2 separate regions of the Zea mays genome follow, and region 2 is linked to region 1. Evidence: chromatin contacts called from public Hi-C data. All regions are on one chromosome and are shown on one strand. The core of a region is the stretch at or near the end of the contact, and the rest is flanking DNA. Distances in the headings are between cores, read along the strand shown. Region 1 has its middle 9.5 kb from the start of LOC103629530. Region 2 has its middle 62 kb from the start of LOC103638530.

What was found. A called contact is a pair of places that touch in the nucleus more often than the background predicts.
Region 2: a Hi-C map of leaf shows a contact between it and region 1, with 4 times the contacts expected there. The contact joins two enhancer-like sites. A contact is called at or near these places in 3 of 25 Hi-C or Micro-C datasets (bundle sheath, ear and leaf).

What each region holds. Positions count from the first base shown.
Region 1 is chr9:64,288,881-64,292,328 of Zm-B73-REFERENCE-NAM-5.0, reverse strand. No RefSeq gene overlaps it. Among protein-coding and RNA genes, the nearest start is that of LOC103629530, 9.5 kb to the left of the region's middle. Within about 2 kb of position 1,613, at least 13 of the 20 cell types and tissues checked have an H3K27ac peak or open chromatin away from gene starts, as enhancers often do. A contact at or near this core is called in ear and leaf, where this site is marked.
Region 2 is chr9:64,670,400-64,673,526 of Zm-B73-REFERENCE-NAM-5.0, reverse strand. No RefSeq gene overlaps it. Among protein-coding and RNA genes, the nearest start is that of LOC103638530, 62 kb to the left of the region's middle. Within about 2 kb of position 1,801, at least 12 of the 20 cell types and tissues checked have an H3K27ac peak or open chromatin away from gene starts, as enhancers often do. A contact at or near this core is called in ear and leaf, where this site is marked.

The sequences.
Region 1 (3,448 bases), core at 364-2,863:
AAAAATAGCAGACTTGTAATAAAAATTAGCGACACTATAATGATCATACATAAATAATTATTTTAGTGCCAATAATTTGAATTATCAAGATAATTATTCAATATGGTTAAAATAGTCTTTTCATATGGATGTTAATACCACCAGAGGTCAAACTAACGGTGGTGTAATATATGAAACCTGTAGGAAATGGTGACGCCTAAGATGAGTGAATTTGAACTTCTAAAAACTATTCTCTAAATTATGCCACAAATAAAATCCCTAGACTAAAACCTATGCAAATAAGCAATCTATAATGTGCAACCTAGATTTTTTCAAAGTGTTGCTATCTCTACTGCAAAAACTAAGTTTCAATTCTAAATAATTTAACTAGAAAGAAGAGATTGAAACTTAAGTAGTCAATGTAAATGCGGAAGGTGAAGAGCTAGTAGAGAAAGCAAACTCTTGTGGATGACGTTAGTATTTTTTACCGAGGGATCTAGAACCACGCAAGGTCTCAACTAATCCTAATGGTGTCCCTAAACAAAGGGTAGCCCACGCGAGGCCCAAGCACCTCGGTCGAGTAACTCCGTAGAGAGCCGCGGGCGTTCTCCACACACAAGTGGTGCTCTACTTCCGGCTCCTCTCGGATGCTCCCCGACGTCTCCACTATCGAGCTTTCGGCCAAAACGCCATGAGCCTCGTTCCCTCCGGTACACGTGGCGGTCATGACACAAACTCGGTTGTCACGGTCTTGCAAGACTCTCGCCCCACTCTGTACAATTACGACGTCTCACACAAGAGCTAAGGGGTTGTGTGGTTTTACTAAACTCACTCAACTAACTAGGATTCACCTAGAACAAGCATATAAATGGTCTAACTAACCTAATGTAACACCCTGAATTTGGGGGTATAAAATTTCTTTTCTGATATCCACCAAATTCAGGTGTTACCCTCTTACTTTCCTTCTTTTATACTCTTTTTCTAAATAGTGGAGAGTTATTTTATTATATATATAAATTTTTAGCGTAGTAGAATAAAATCCTAGAGAAGTTTTGATTATTGCATTCATGCCATTGCATAGTGTTTATGAGTGCAAAAAGTTTTCGAAATATGTAAAATTATCTCGAGCATGTTTTGGGGGATTTTCTAACCATTCAGAACTTTTTATTTCGAGTATTAAACGTGAAATCTAGATTCTCTGATATTGTTTTATCCATAAAGTTTAGGATTTGCGAAAGCTAAAATATTCCAAAAAAATAATATATGTATTTTTTTCTTTTTCCTCTCGTTGGGCTTGTTCCATATCACGTGCCCTTTTTCACGAGATCACTGAACAGCTTCTCGCGAACGGCATGCTGCTCGCGTCGGTTATCCTTATCTATCCCCGTCTACTCTTCCGACGTCTATCTCGGCATCCTGGGCCCATGGGCCAGCTCCGACTATCTTCGTCTAATTTTACCTAATCATGTCTACCACATGTCTAACTCTGTCTCCACCTTACACTGTCTCGCGCAATCCGCCGCGCAATCCGCCTCTTTCGCCGCGATCCACAACAAATTTAGTGACCATCTCCCACGCCCTGTGGCCCAGCCACGTCACGTGTCGAGCGTGCTGGCATAGCCGTGCCTAGCCGCTCCCTGCCCTCGGGCCCTACCGGTCAGTCTCCCCCGCTGGGGCGTGGCACTGCACCATGGGGCCCATTTGTCATCTCCCTCAAAACTGCCTATCCATGTCCATCTTGCCCACGATGCAGAAAAGCGCCAACCGCCCACCCATGCCGGCCATTTGAACAACCCCTGCATCTCCTTCGCCCCGCTCCCTTCTCTCTAGCGCCTCCTTGCCCTTTCTGGCGGCGCAGCTCCGCCCTTGGCTCTCCTGCGCGCAGCTGGGCGTGGCGTGGCCCGACTCCGGCGAGCGGTTGAAGAAACCCCGATGCCAAGCACCTTCCCCACCGGAGCTTCGCTGACCTGCTGTCCACGTTTCTCTTCGCCGTGCTTCATCGTGATGGTGTGGTGAGGTGAGGTCGTCTACCCCCTTCCCTTGTCTATCTCGCTCTCGCTCCGCCCCGCCGTAGCTAGCTGCTGCGCGCTCGCCACCATGGCCAGTGCCGGCTCCCTGCAACGCAGACCGCGTGGGGGCTAGGCGCATGTGTGTTCTTGCTCCTGGCCGCCAATGCCAGCTTCGGCGAGCAGCAGCCCCACCGCGCGTACGTCCCTAGCGCTACCGGCCGTGGCAGCAGCCATGGCATTGCTCTGCACGCCCTACACCCTGGCCGAAAACGACCATCGATGAGCCCAAGCAGCCGCACCCCGGTCGTCCCCACGCGACCCTGATCAACAACCATTTTGGCGTGCCGCTTGCGTGCGGTGCATGGAGGAGAACCAGTCAAACCTTGCATGCAAGTTCGTATCCCCCATTCCGCATGCGCATGTGAGATACGGCTAGAGAGAATCAGGGAACTGTCCATGCCCCCTCTGCGCTGGCTGCATGTAGCAAAAATCAAGGGCGTCAGGAGAGAAAAAAGGAACTGTCATTGGACCTAGGCATATGCACCATACGTTTTAATCCGATCTAAGAGTTTAGCTTTGTCCAATTGGGTTGTGCCGCATCACATTAATACACGGTTTATCAAATACACGTTAACTTTTACGTTAGTCAAATACACGTTAACTTTTACGTTAGATGTCTGATTCATTCTGTTTCCGTCGCCTTAACTTCTAAATAACATTAACCAAGAATTAGTAACAATATTTTGTTGTAACACACGTATTAGTTAGTTAATTAATTAATTGCTTGTCCGATGGTTATTAGAAAGACATTCCAATTTAAAACTAATTTAGGGTTTCGATTTACGCATATCTGTTAGTGATCCTCGCGTGTGTCGTGCACGCTGTTTTCGCGTGTCGCGCGCAATGCCATGTGTCGTTTGCGTGTATCGCACGTTGTCCGCACACATTAGTTAATTGTTTCATTATAATCGTTTATGCTCATTAATTAATTCTTGATTAGTCGTTGACTAATTGATGATTCAATTTATCTAAAATACCTTGCGCAAATAATTTATATGAACTAAAATCAACTTAGAAATATAGTTTTGCGCGTTTAATCGCAATCTAGTAGTATTCGTTGGTCGTGTCGTTTGTTAGCCGCAGATAGCCAGTTATTTGATATATAATGCGTCGTAAACCCTTTCTACTCGTCCTGGTCGCATGCTGATTCGCTCGTCGTTCGCGCTGGTGGCGCGCGCTGTTTCGGGTGTCGTCAGTGTGCTATGTCGCGCGTGTCCGTGCGTCGTTTGCACGCTGTCGTGCTGTTTCGCATCGTAAATTCGCCTCGCTTAGACTCTCGTTTTAATTAAATTACTTATTTAACTGACATTTGTTAGTGTAGCAGATTAATCGAACTAAATGATAGATATTATTTATATTTGATAATGTGAATTAAACGTTATAGTTAATATTTGTTGAGC
Region 2 (3,127 bases), core at 552-3,051, 380 kb before region 1:
GAATTCTAAAATTTCAGATCAGGAACAGTAATCTGAAAAGCTGAGATTCAGTGTTTGGTGCTAGGTTTGAAGTCCTTTTGTGGCCAATCTAGGGGGGTTTAAGGTTGTGAGCTATGTAGACAAATAAGAGACCATCAGAAGGTGATTAAATGTTCTTAAGATAGGTGGGCATGATCCTGTGCAAAAATTAGGGGAAATGATGTTCAAAGTGGTGCTGTCAGACTAATGAATTCTAACTGATGTCCTGAGAGACTTTCTCTGAATTCCTGTCTATCTGATCAACTTTGAGACCTTACAGAGGCTATCCTATGTCATTAGGAGCCAGGTTTGTGTAAGCAAAGTTGGAGAGCTAGTATTCATGAGCAGGTTTTATTCGGAGGGCCTGGCTTTATATCACATAAATTTTGGAGATAATGGTGCTCAAACTGCCTCTATCAAAAGGTAAAATCAGATGGAGACTGTAGGCCAAAATTCAGAAAACTGGAATGGTACTAGTGTGATGCAGCTGGTTTTTGGGTGCCATAACTTCTGATCCATGAGGTTTAGGTCCAAGAACCCTATAGTAACTTTGAAGATCCTCGATTAGGGAACAAGTTCTGTTAACAAAGTCTAATCTATTCTTAACCATTATAAACAGAAAAAGGTGGCTGAATAGGGGGAGGTCAGTCAAGTGTTGTAGATCCTAATGTGCAGAAATATCTGCCACTGATTTTTTCCCCTTGTCGTGTCTTATTTTGGTGTAAAGTGAAGATAGAGATGAGGAAATGGCAGGGATATTTAGAACTTTGGCCATCACTGAAATATCTCAAGTTTGGAATATCTGCTTTAGTGAAACCTTATCTGCCTACCCCCTGCCATGGTAAACTCATCCTTGCCTTGCTGTGCTCTGGAGACCAGCGTGGATCTTCAAGGTTGATCCACGCATCCTTACCCATGCATTCACTGGGACTTCCAGAGCTCCCTTTGTTGTAATCCCATGAACCCATCCATCGCCTGATCTTTTTCCCTACCTATTTAAGAGTAACCGAAGGAAGGGGGAAAGGGAGTAAAGGAGAGATCCTTGCCTCTGTCGTAAGCCACTGTGTGTAGCTTCAACATAGTATTGTTGCCTTCACCTCCCCAAACTATACCCTGAAAACGCCCAATTCTCTGGTCAAGCGACTTCATGTGTCTGGTGACCACATCACCGACGCCTCAACCTCGCATGGCCAGGCAAACATGGTATGGTTCGACGCCTCTGATTCAATGTTCTAGTGTCCTTATATGTGGGTGAAGCTCACCGAAGTGGTCGTTTTGTCATTATTGTCATAGATAGGTTGGAACGCGATCTCGACGCCGCGTGCTAGCCCATAAACTGCTCCTGTGTCGACCAACCAAAACTTTGTTGGTTTGACGCTGGTTCTCGTGAGCACCGTGTCTTGCGTAACCCACTGGTGCTCCCCGTTCTCGTAATTTGAACTTTTGGTGCTAATGCTGTATGGACGGGCGCCATGGACCCCGAACCCCGTCGTGGGCATGGTTAGGTCGCTCTGGGGGATTACGAGCTGAATCCGTGACTGAGACCATTTAGTTTGGGTCAGGGTTAGGTTTAGCCGGTGTTCGCAGGATGCTCAAGTTATCCGCCGTCGTGGCAGGGCGCGCGGGATGTTCATCAGCGCCGCTGGCCGGACTCGAGGACGTGAATTTGGAAGACGAAAGAAATAGGGGGGCAAAAAGAAAGATGTCAGAGACACATAGAAGACCAATTGGTACTCTTTTAAAATGTTTAAATCGTTAGGGGTCTTTGCGCTAGTTCACCCCGCGGTCGCGGGCGTGTCCTACTTCTGCGTAGGATTAGGTCTTCTAGGCTGAATTCGGCCTGATACTGTTCATTAGTTTTTCGTTTTATTTTTTGCTATTAAGTTGGAAAATCTATAGAAATTAGTAGAAAAATGTTAAAAATATGAGACCAATTTTGTTAGACTTCTAAAATCATCTAGTATTTAATAAAAATAGTTCCAAGATTTTTATCCTAAACCTAGAATTATGTAGCCTTTAAAGGTATTCAAACCAAGACCTTTAGAATTTTAGAAATAAATTAGTAACTCCAAAAATGGTAAAACTTTTTGGGTAGGCTTAGTATGATGATTAAAGGCTTTGGGTGAAGTTTGAAATGATTTGGACATTGTTTGGTCCCAAACCCAATAAACTAGCATCCTAGGGTTTAGTTACCTAATACTGATAGAATACTAACTTAGGAAACCCTAGTGATTAGTATGTACCGTGAAGGAAAGTTGTATTCAAGATACAACTTAGTATGCTTCTATTATGTAACTGCATATTCATAGCATCACATAAGCATTCATGTATATGTACTGTTATGTATAGAAAACGAGGAAGAGACTGTTGTTGAAGAAGAAGTTGTCCCGCAAGCTGAGGATCTACCAGCTGAAAATAACTTCTACTTCGACATCTGTGGAACAGACCCAGAACCTCCTGCAACACAAGGCAAGCCCCGGTACATTTACCCCTTTTCCTTGCAATTTTAAAGTCTTATCACTTGAAATGATGCATTAGGTGATAGGAGTTATGTGCTAAACAATTGTTGCATTCCTTTCCTTGGAACTGATTACCATTCCTTGTTACCTGATTTGCTTAAAGTTTTCTGATGCTTAGCTCTGCTTTAGAAAACAAAATGTTTTTTAAACAAAAAGTGATGCTTCATATGGGATGGGAAATTTTACAAAGAAAAGACTTATGATGGTGAATCCATCATGGCCGTCATGGGTTCAACATCTGAAAAGATGTACCTCTGTCAGGTACCAAACTTTGGGCTGTAAATGGTAAAGACGAGACCAGGCGGGTGACTTGCATGAGAAGGAAGTCTCGGTGTAATGTCTCCGTCTGAGTCGATTAAGGACCGAACCGATGTAGGCTTGCTGATCGTGGACCTTTTAACTGGCCACATGCCTCATCATGGGTAAGCTTTGCCTCGGTCGGACCAATACCAGAAACGCCACCCCTCAATGAGAGTGGAGAGATGGAGAGAGTAGCATGTACCCTCCATGGCAAGAGGTTGGACGGTGGTGTATCTGTGCTCTCGGTTGGCGTGAACCCATTCTGGTCTTGAGAAACCCGGTGGCGAGTT